2 separate regions of the Mus musculus genome follow, and region 2 is linked to region 1. Evidence: chromatin contacts called from public Micro-C data. All regions are on one chromosome and are shown on one strand. The core of a region is the stretch at or near the end of the contact, and the rest is flanking DNA. Distances in the headings are between cores, read along the strand shown. Region 1 overlaps Rnf144a (ring finger protein 144A). Region 2 has its middle 83 kb from the start of Gm25564.

What was found. Hi-C and Micro-C count contacts between places; a contact is called where the count stands out from the background.
Region 2: a Micro-C map of palatal mesenchyme shows a contact between it and region 1, with 4 times the contacts expected there. The contact joins two enhancer-like sites. A contact is called at or near these places in 13 of 484 Hi-C or Micro-C datasets (the G1E-ER4 cell line, the N1E-115 cell line, cardiomyocytes and 9 more) and 1 of 115 datasets of contacts at active chromatin or transcription factors (astrocytes).

Annotation. Positions count from the first base shown.
Region 1 is chr12:26,313,565-26,317,632 of GRCm38.p6, reverse strand. Rnf144a (ring finger protein 144A) reads left to right here. Exons shown (of 10, transcript NM_001081977.2): 9 at 3,524-3,613. Among named protein-coding and RNA genes, the nearest start is that of 4930549C15Rik, 31 kb to the left of the region's middle. Within about 2 kb of position 2,457, at least 27 of the 459 cell types and tissues checked have an H3K27ac peak or open chromatin away from gene starts, as enhancers often do. A contact at or near this core is called in palatal mesenchyme, where this site is marked.
Region 2 is chr12:28,430,927-28,434,779 of GRCm38.p6, reverse strand. No RefSeq gene overlaps it. Among named protein-coding and RNA genes, the nearest start is that of Gm25564, 83 kb to the right of the region's middle. Within about 2 kb of position 2,214, at least 68 of the 459 cell types and tissues checked have an H3K27ac peak or open chromatin away from gene starts, as enhancers often do. A contact at or near this core is called in palatal mesenchyme, where this site is marked.

The DNA.
Region 1 (4,068 bases), core at 1,208-3,707:
CTCGAATGGCAGACATGAGCTGTGGATTCAGATAATGTGGGAGAGGGACCATCCTTGCCCTGGAAAGCTGGAGGCCTCACTAGCAACAAAGACAGAGCACCGGGGGATGATTCTCCTGTGTTTGTGCGGATCTTGGTTCCCTGAGGTGACATCTGGGTACGGAAGCTTGGGCCAGGCTTGGGGTTTAGCTTTGCTTTGAAGAGTGTTGGGGTCTCCGCAAACATCAGAGTAAGGTTCGTAGTGAGGCAAAAAGGCTATCTGGTTCTACATGATTCCATAGGTAACCAGTGCTGGTTCAAACTTCTAGAGTCTGACCACGAGCAGCTCATTTTAGGCATGTTTCAGTACAGCACAATTTGGAAAGCTATTTAACACATTCCTGAGTACACAAAGAGGCGTGATTACATCGAAACTCTTCTCAAAATACATGTCACTTCTGTGACGATGGCTTCAAGAGGTAGGGTACATGTATTGTCTTAAGGGCCTAAGAGAGGATCTGCTGTGGTCTGGGTGATACAGATAGCAGAGGGGTCATCTGGGCTATTAGCCACCTGTAGTCCTTATTGTGAGAGCTTGGAGCATCCCCTGTCCGTATAGATAGTACAGAGGTCCTAGACTGTTGACCACCTCCATCTCCCAGCCTTCTGGATGGAAGACAGATTCTATACATCTTTTTCTTTGGAAAGACAACCCAGTATGTTAACATTCATGGTTTTCCTCTGTGATGGGTCAGCTTGATGGGATATATATTTTACATGGAAACCCACGTCTGGGCATGTCTGTGAAGAGGTTTCTAGATGGTATTAAGTGAGGAAAAATGTAGGCTGAAGTCCTCGCCTGAACAAGGGTGAGGAAGCTGACTGGCTTCAATGTGACCTTCAATCTGCCTCAAGCTCCTGTGTGAAGCCAGGCTTTATAATCCTTTCAGACTGTGAGCCAAAATGATCCCCTCCTAAAGTTATGTCATATACCAAAGAAAGCAGATAACACACACAGCCAGGCAGGAAGTGCATGGCAACCCACAGAGGGGGCGATTTTTGATGGGTGTGAAATCAATCCACTATGCAGAGTGATATAGGACCAGAGGCTAGAGGATGGGGGTGGCTGGGGACGTGGAAGTTGAGCAAGAGTTTGTTCACCTGCCAAATAGAACAAGAGATGTTGAAGCCAGTGGTTACAAAAGAATTGGACACGAGAAAGGCTTGATGTGGCAAGGAATGCTGGTGGGAGGAGCTGAAGCCAGGATGGAGTAACTCTTCTCTGTGTGTGAGGTTGAAGGCTTTGACCTCCCTCAGGACCTGGATACCTGGCAAAGCAGCCATGCAAGGACTGATTGGATAGAACCCCTAGCAGAATCTGGAAAGTGAGCTTGCTCTTTGCCTGGGGTTCCGTGTTATTACCAGAACTGTCAGGATCAATGCCTGGACTTCAGTAGCTCTCACAACTAGACTTGGCTACCCAGTTGAGAAGCAGAGAGATGTGTATGTGTTCAGTGTGGTCGCACTGGGAGGAGGAACAGGAAAAGGAGTCCGGTGACCCTGCCCTCACCCCCTGGACTCCTCTGCCAGGTACCAGCCTGAGGTTTAGGTTTAAATAGGGGTCAAGATAGAAGACAGAGTCTAGCAGCCATGGCCAAGGTGTGGTCCTGGCCGTTGTTGTCTCAGCTCTAGGCTTTGCTGCAAGGTAGCCTGATGAGTTGTCACGAAGTCGTGAACTTTTCCTGAGAGTGACAACCACAGCTCCCCTTTGTACCAGACTTCAGCTTATTTCTTCTTTCATCTTGAGACTCATGGGAAAACCCCAAGTCCTTGGAGTCCATTTTTTTAATAGTCTTAGAGGCTGGCATAAAAGCTGGCACTGAAGTCAGGACCTATTATTTCAGGGCTGGGAAGCCAGAGGCAGGGGGATGACTGGAGCTCCTTGGACAGCCAGTCTAGCTGAATTGATGAGCTACGGGTTCAAGCTACTGGTGTCCCAAGTGTCTCTTTAGAATATTTCTACCTCTGCCAGGGTGGTCACACTCTCCATGGGGTGTGCTCTGCAAGTTTTTATTTGCCACAGGCTATCTAGGAGGATTGGATGACCAGTACCCATTTCCAAGGGCAGACATCAGTAAAGACTGTCCAGTAGCTGATGCCCTGTGGCTCAATGTGTGCTTTAGAAAAGGACTTCAACGCCTTTTAGAGAGCCCACAGAATAAGATGCTGTGATAGGCAGATTGGAGAAAAAACAAACAAACAAACAAACAAACAAAACCTGAGACAAGCGCACTCAAGCTGTCCTCTGGGGTAATGTACTATTAACATCCATGTGAAGGAAAAGGCAATTAAGACTCCAAGAGGAGAGCACTCGGCGGGCAGAAGTGGCCAGATGGAGTTTCAACAGAGACACATCTGGAGCTAGAAGAAAGAGGCTGTGAGCTCACCTGTCCAAGGAGGGTGAGACAGCTGTTGAGCTTCTGCCTCCAGTGGTCATCGCCTGGAACTGCATCGGAAAAGCCAGGGTTTGCTGCCACACTGTCTAGGGGGCTAGACCTTAGAACAGAAATCTCCAGGGTGGTTCCCCTTTCAGCTTGAGAGGCATTTTAGGTCGACTATCCCCTAGTGTTGGTCTGAGGGGACAGATGATTGCTATCCTAGGCTTCTCTGGTTTTCTTGTCCTTTCAGTCATAGTAGACCCCATGGATATTCTTTAAAGGAAGCTTTCCGTTGGTGGCCTTGGTAAAACGAGCAAAGGGTGTTAGCCTGCTGGGTGCCCTTTCCTTCCTGTTTTCTGTGCTCGTGATGGACAGGCAGGGCTTCCTATGTGTGGAGGTGAGAACGCCTGTCCCTGACACTCGGTGATGCTGATACAGACTGAGATACATTTGAGGGATGATCATCCTCAGAGGGACCAATATAACAAGCCTTCATTCAGCCCAGGGACCTGGCAGTCTGGAGGTGACTGTCCTGAGAACGTGAGGCAGGGCCACCTGGAAAGAGACATGGACCGGACAGTTCTCTGCGCACTATGAAAGGACCCCTGCTCCCTCTAGGCAGGTGGAGGGAGACCTTGTGGGTAGAGGGTGGTTGCTGGACTAGGTCTTGAATAAAGAGAAGCATGGCAGTGTTCTGAGCTCAGGGAGGACTCACCTGATGAGAAGCTGTTCTCATACCGTGGGATTTGACACAGGCAGGCCCCAGAAAAACTCCTGACACTCAGAACCTGATCTTTCTCTTCACTCACCTGTGTTGGTACAAACTCCAGAGGCAGCCTCTACACCCAGGAGACCTCTGGCTCAGTACCGAAATGTGGCCAAGACTCCCTCTACTGCCCGAGGCTCACAGCTCCTCCTTGCTGCTCTGTGGAGAGGGCTGTGGTCAAGAGAAACAGTCTCCAGGTGTGCAGCACATACATGCCCCTGCTCTCACTCTTTCCTGTGCGCGCACACCGGGTATCTGGAAAGATCAAACAAACTGAAGCGTTCAAAAGACTGAGAGTCCAAATCCAGCATTCACTGTAGACCTTTCTCTGACCTTCACAGGATGATTTCCTTCTGATACATTATGACAAGGGGCCCTGCCGCAACAAGCTGGGCCACTCCCGAGCATCAGTGATCTGGCATCGGACACAGGTGAGAGAGAGAGAGAGAGAGAGAGAGAGAGAGAGAGAGATCTAGAAGGTGAATGTGTATATCTGTGTATTTTTCAGAAGACAAGAATGTGTTTTCTAGAAGATGAGTGTGTATATATGTGTGTTCTAGAAGATGAGTGTGTGCATATGTGTTCTAGAGGATGAGTGAGAGAGAGAGATCTAGAAGGTGAGTGTGTATATCTGTATTTTTCAGAAGACAGGAATGTGTTTTCTAGAAGATGAGTGTGTATATATGTGTGTTCTAGAAGATGAGTGTGTGCATATGTGTTCTAGAGGATGAGTGTGTGTATGTGTGTGTTCTAGAAGATGTGTGTGTGTGTGTGTTCTAGAAGATGAGTGTATGTATATGTGTTCTAGATGAGTGTGTGTGTGTGTGTGTGTGTATTCTAGAAGATGAGTGTATGTGTATGTTTGTGTTTGTGTGCATGTCCTAAA
Region 2 (3,853 bases), core at 965-3,464, 2.1 Mb before region 1:
AGAGACGAGGGATGGAGATTCGCCGTGATGGGGGAAGCAGGAAGATGGAACTTAAAGGCCTGCTGGCATATAAGGATCTGGGAAAGTGGCCACTCCCCAACAGGGCGTGGGGTAGCAGAGATAAATATAGATTCTAAAAGATGTTAACACAGGAATACTGGAGAGGGAATAGCCACAGGGAAATTTAGAATTGCTCAGCTATTGAGCTAGTTAAGGCATATCAAAATTAGCTGGCCCACTCGAGTGTGTGTATGTGTGTGTCTTTCATTTGTGAATCCAGAGAGCTCTTGGATGGGTGTAGTGCATGCCTGACCCACCGGGAGCAGAAGCAGTTTAACTAATTCACAGCTACAGTCAGCAACCCAGATTAGCAATTTTTCAGGTAAAATTCTCTAATGTAATGCAACCTGAAGATACAGTCACTCGATGCATGCTAAAGAATGGTAGGGGTGTTACCAATCTTTGTTTTCCGTAATGGAAGCACTGTGTATCGACAAGCAGAAGAAACCTTGTATGTCCAGTTAAACACATGGCAGTTCAATTAAAATCTCTATTACCAATACAGCCTTGAATCGGAGCCAGGTGTGATGGCACAGGTCTTTAATCCCTCTACTAGGGAGGCAGAGGCAGGAGGATAGCCTGGTTGAAATAGTGCGACCCTGTCTCACACCCACCTGCTCAGTATTTATGAATATTGCCTGCTGGGACCACACATGCAGGGAAAAGTGAAGTCTCACGATGCTGTCTGGGAAACTCCACCATCCACACCTTGGATTCTGAATGTGGTTTTCAATTAAATTTTAGGCATTGTGTTCACAAACCTCTTATTAACATGTTAGTTCAGCCATGTGACCCCACATGAGGTCATGCCCCAAAATTTAGAAACTGTAAATTAAGCTGCTGGCTAATTACACGAGAACAAATGATCCTTTTTTAAAAATTGGATATTTTCTTTATTTACATTTCAAATGTTATCCCCTTTCCTGGTTTCTCTCCTTCTTGGAAACCTTCTATCACATCCTCCCTCTCCCTGCTTCTATGAGGGTGTTACTCCATCCACCCACCCACCCACCCATTCCGAGCTCCTCACCCTTGATTGTCCTACACGGGACATCTATCGAGCCTTCATAGGACCAAGACCTCTCCTCCCATTGATGCATGACAAGGCCATCCTCTGCTACATATGCAGCTGGAGCCATGTGTACTCCTTTGTTGATGGCTTAGTCCCTGGGAGTTCTGGGGGGTCTGGTGGTTGATATGATCTTAAAGATTGACTTCTGACCATATGATACCTTGTAGGTGTAGATGGGGGAATTTACATCCAGATCATCAAGGGGAACTGTACCGTCCTAACTGCGGAGAGTGGGCTGGGGGAGGGAGGCAAAAACCCATCACTTACAAGAGATGAGAAATCCAAACCTGGAGGCTGGTCTGAGAGGTCAGTTACTCCAAGTGAAAAAGAGTAAAGTCAATGTCTCATTCAGCCCTCATGCCGAGCTGGAAGAAAAGATAAGCTAGGTAGGTCTCCCGTCCTCCGTAAGGCCATTGACTTGGCTGAGGACTTGAGGTCATCACCCAAGAGGAACAGTGAGTCTATCCATCCCTCTATTTGGACTTCTGTCCCAAAGTCTATCTATAAAGGAACTAGGGAAGCATATTTATTCTTCACGACGGTGGGAGGCTACATGGCACAAACAGAAATTGGGAAAACCCATTTCTGGGTACTGTGGAAACTGCTGTTTGCAGCCGCCTCATCTGAATCACCATGCACCAACCCTTCAGGGTGACTGGGAGCAGTTGTCTCTGGGACATGGCCAGGCAAATGGGTCCTAGAGCAGCTCTGAGTTCTGCTTCTTTTATTCACACAGCTGGTTCGCTCCTTGGAGCCTTTAGAGTGCCGTGTGTGTGTGTGTGTGTGTGTGTGTGTGTGTGTGTGTGTGTGTGTGTGTGTGTGTGAATTCCTATAGGTTTGAAGGGTGGTATCAATGATCTGGCCTGACATCTGACAAGTATTCTCAGCCTGACATCTGACAAGTATTCTCAGCACTTATCAGTTGACTGACAAAATGTCACCAAGCGTTTTTTTTTCTTTCCTGTTTTTATCGGGCAATGCACAAGTTGACCACTGGATGGCAATGTTTCCCCACGAACGCATCTTCTCCCCGCCCCCTTCCTAGTGAGGACAAAAGCGGCTGGAAAGTGGTCCAGGTGCTGCCATTCTGAGGAGCTTTCTCCTAAGTAGCCCATTTCCTCCTGGGAAGGGGAAAACCCAGAAGTCTCACAATTCAGAATATTTTTCTCCTTTCTGCAATCTACATGCAGAGCTTTTGTGTTTTCTTTCTTTTTTATTATTTCCTTTTTTTTTTTTTATCTCGCCTAGAGAAATTTTCATTCACTGTCACCAACAGATTTATTTTCACTCTGCCTTAGAAACTGAACATTCTGTTGGACGCTGGTCCACAGGAGAGCGCGGTTTCAGACACCTCTGTAATAGGAAGCGACGGTAGGCACTGGGGAGGATCCCTACCTGTGGTCGGTGCTGTGGGAGGCTCCTGGAAGCGGCAGTGAAAACCCTGATAGTAAATGCCGCCCAAACTGCTGGTTACTTCTGGGGTTTCCAGATGCCATGTGGACACCCAGACAGTTTCCCCATCCTTCTTGGAGAGTTGCTGGGGAATTCTAAGTCACAATCGAAATTCCTTAATGCCTCAGAGCTTTCAACTGAAGTCTGAGCTGATCAAATGGCCCAGGATACGCGTTTTCCCCTCGGCTCTTCCCTTTGTGCTTTGGGCACCTTAAGGTAGCATGAAGGGTCTTAAAGATGGGTTGGGCTGAGCCTTGCTCTGACTGCCTAGGCTTGTGCTTGTTCTTTGTGGCTTTCATGCAGTGCCTTGGGACCTAGAAAGGGACAATCTAAAGGCTGGAAGGAGCTTGAGAGTTTAGCCACTTCAGCTCTATTCTGTGTGTTTGTGTGTGTGTTGCATGCATGTGGATGTGCGAATGTGTGTGCAGGCACATATGGATGCCAGACCAGTTGGCTGTTTTCCTCTCTCACCTTTTCCTTTTCTTCCCTCCCTCCCTCCCTCCCTCCCTCCCTCCCTCCCTCCCTCCCTCCCTCCCTCCCTCCCTCCCTCCCTCTTTCTCTCTCTCTCTCTCTCTCTCTCTTTCTTTCTTTCTTTCTTTCTTTCTTTCTTTCTTTCTTTCTTTCTTTCTTTCTTTCTTTCTTTCTTTCTTTCTTTCTTTCTTTCTTTCTGACAGGGTCTCTCTGTATAGCTATCACCTTTTATTAAGGCAGGGCCTCCCACTGAATCAGAAGCTCAGGCTGTCTTGACAGCTCTTCTTTTGGATCCTTGGGATCCTACAATGCTGGCTTTACTGGTGCACTTAGCAAAGCCTAGTGTTTTCTTGGGTGTTGGGATTTCTACTCAGGTCTTCGTGCTTGCAGACCAAGTGTTCCTGCCTACTCAAGCCATCTCCCAAAGGCCCAGGTCCTTTGAGTTTTACATTTTAACTTTATTCTTTGGCAATTTAACACACTAAACAATGTTGTGCAACAATATATACCCCCATTCCCCTCTCCAATCATTCTAGATACCATCTCCCACATGTCCTTACAAACTTCATCTCCTCCCAGCTCTGCCTTCTCCTCCTTCCTCCCCTCTTTTCACCCACTGAGTACAATTCTTGTCACATGCTTAAGACAAGTTACATGTCACATACTGCTTACATTCTTAAGGCTATGGGGTACCTTCCACTGGACTGTAGACTTCCTACAATGGCCGCACTGATGAAGAAAATGATTCTTCTTCCCACAGTGGCCTTCACCTTCCCATGGCTCCTCATAAGCCCCTCC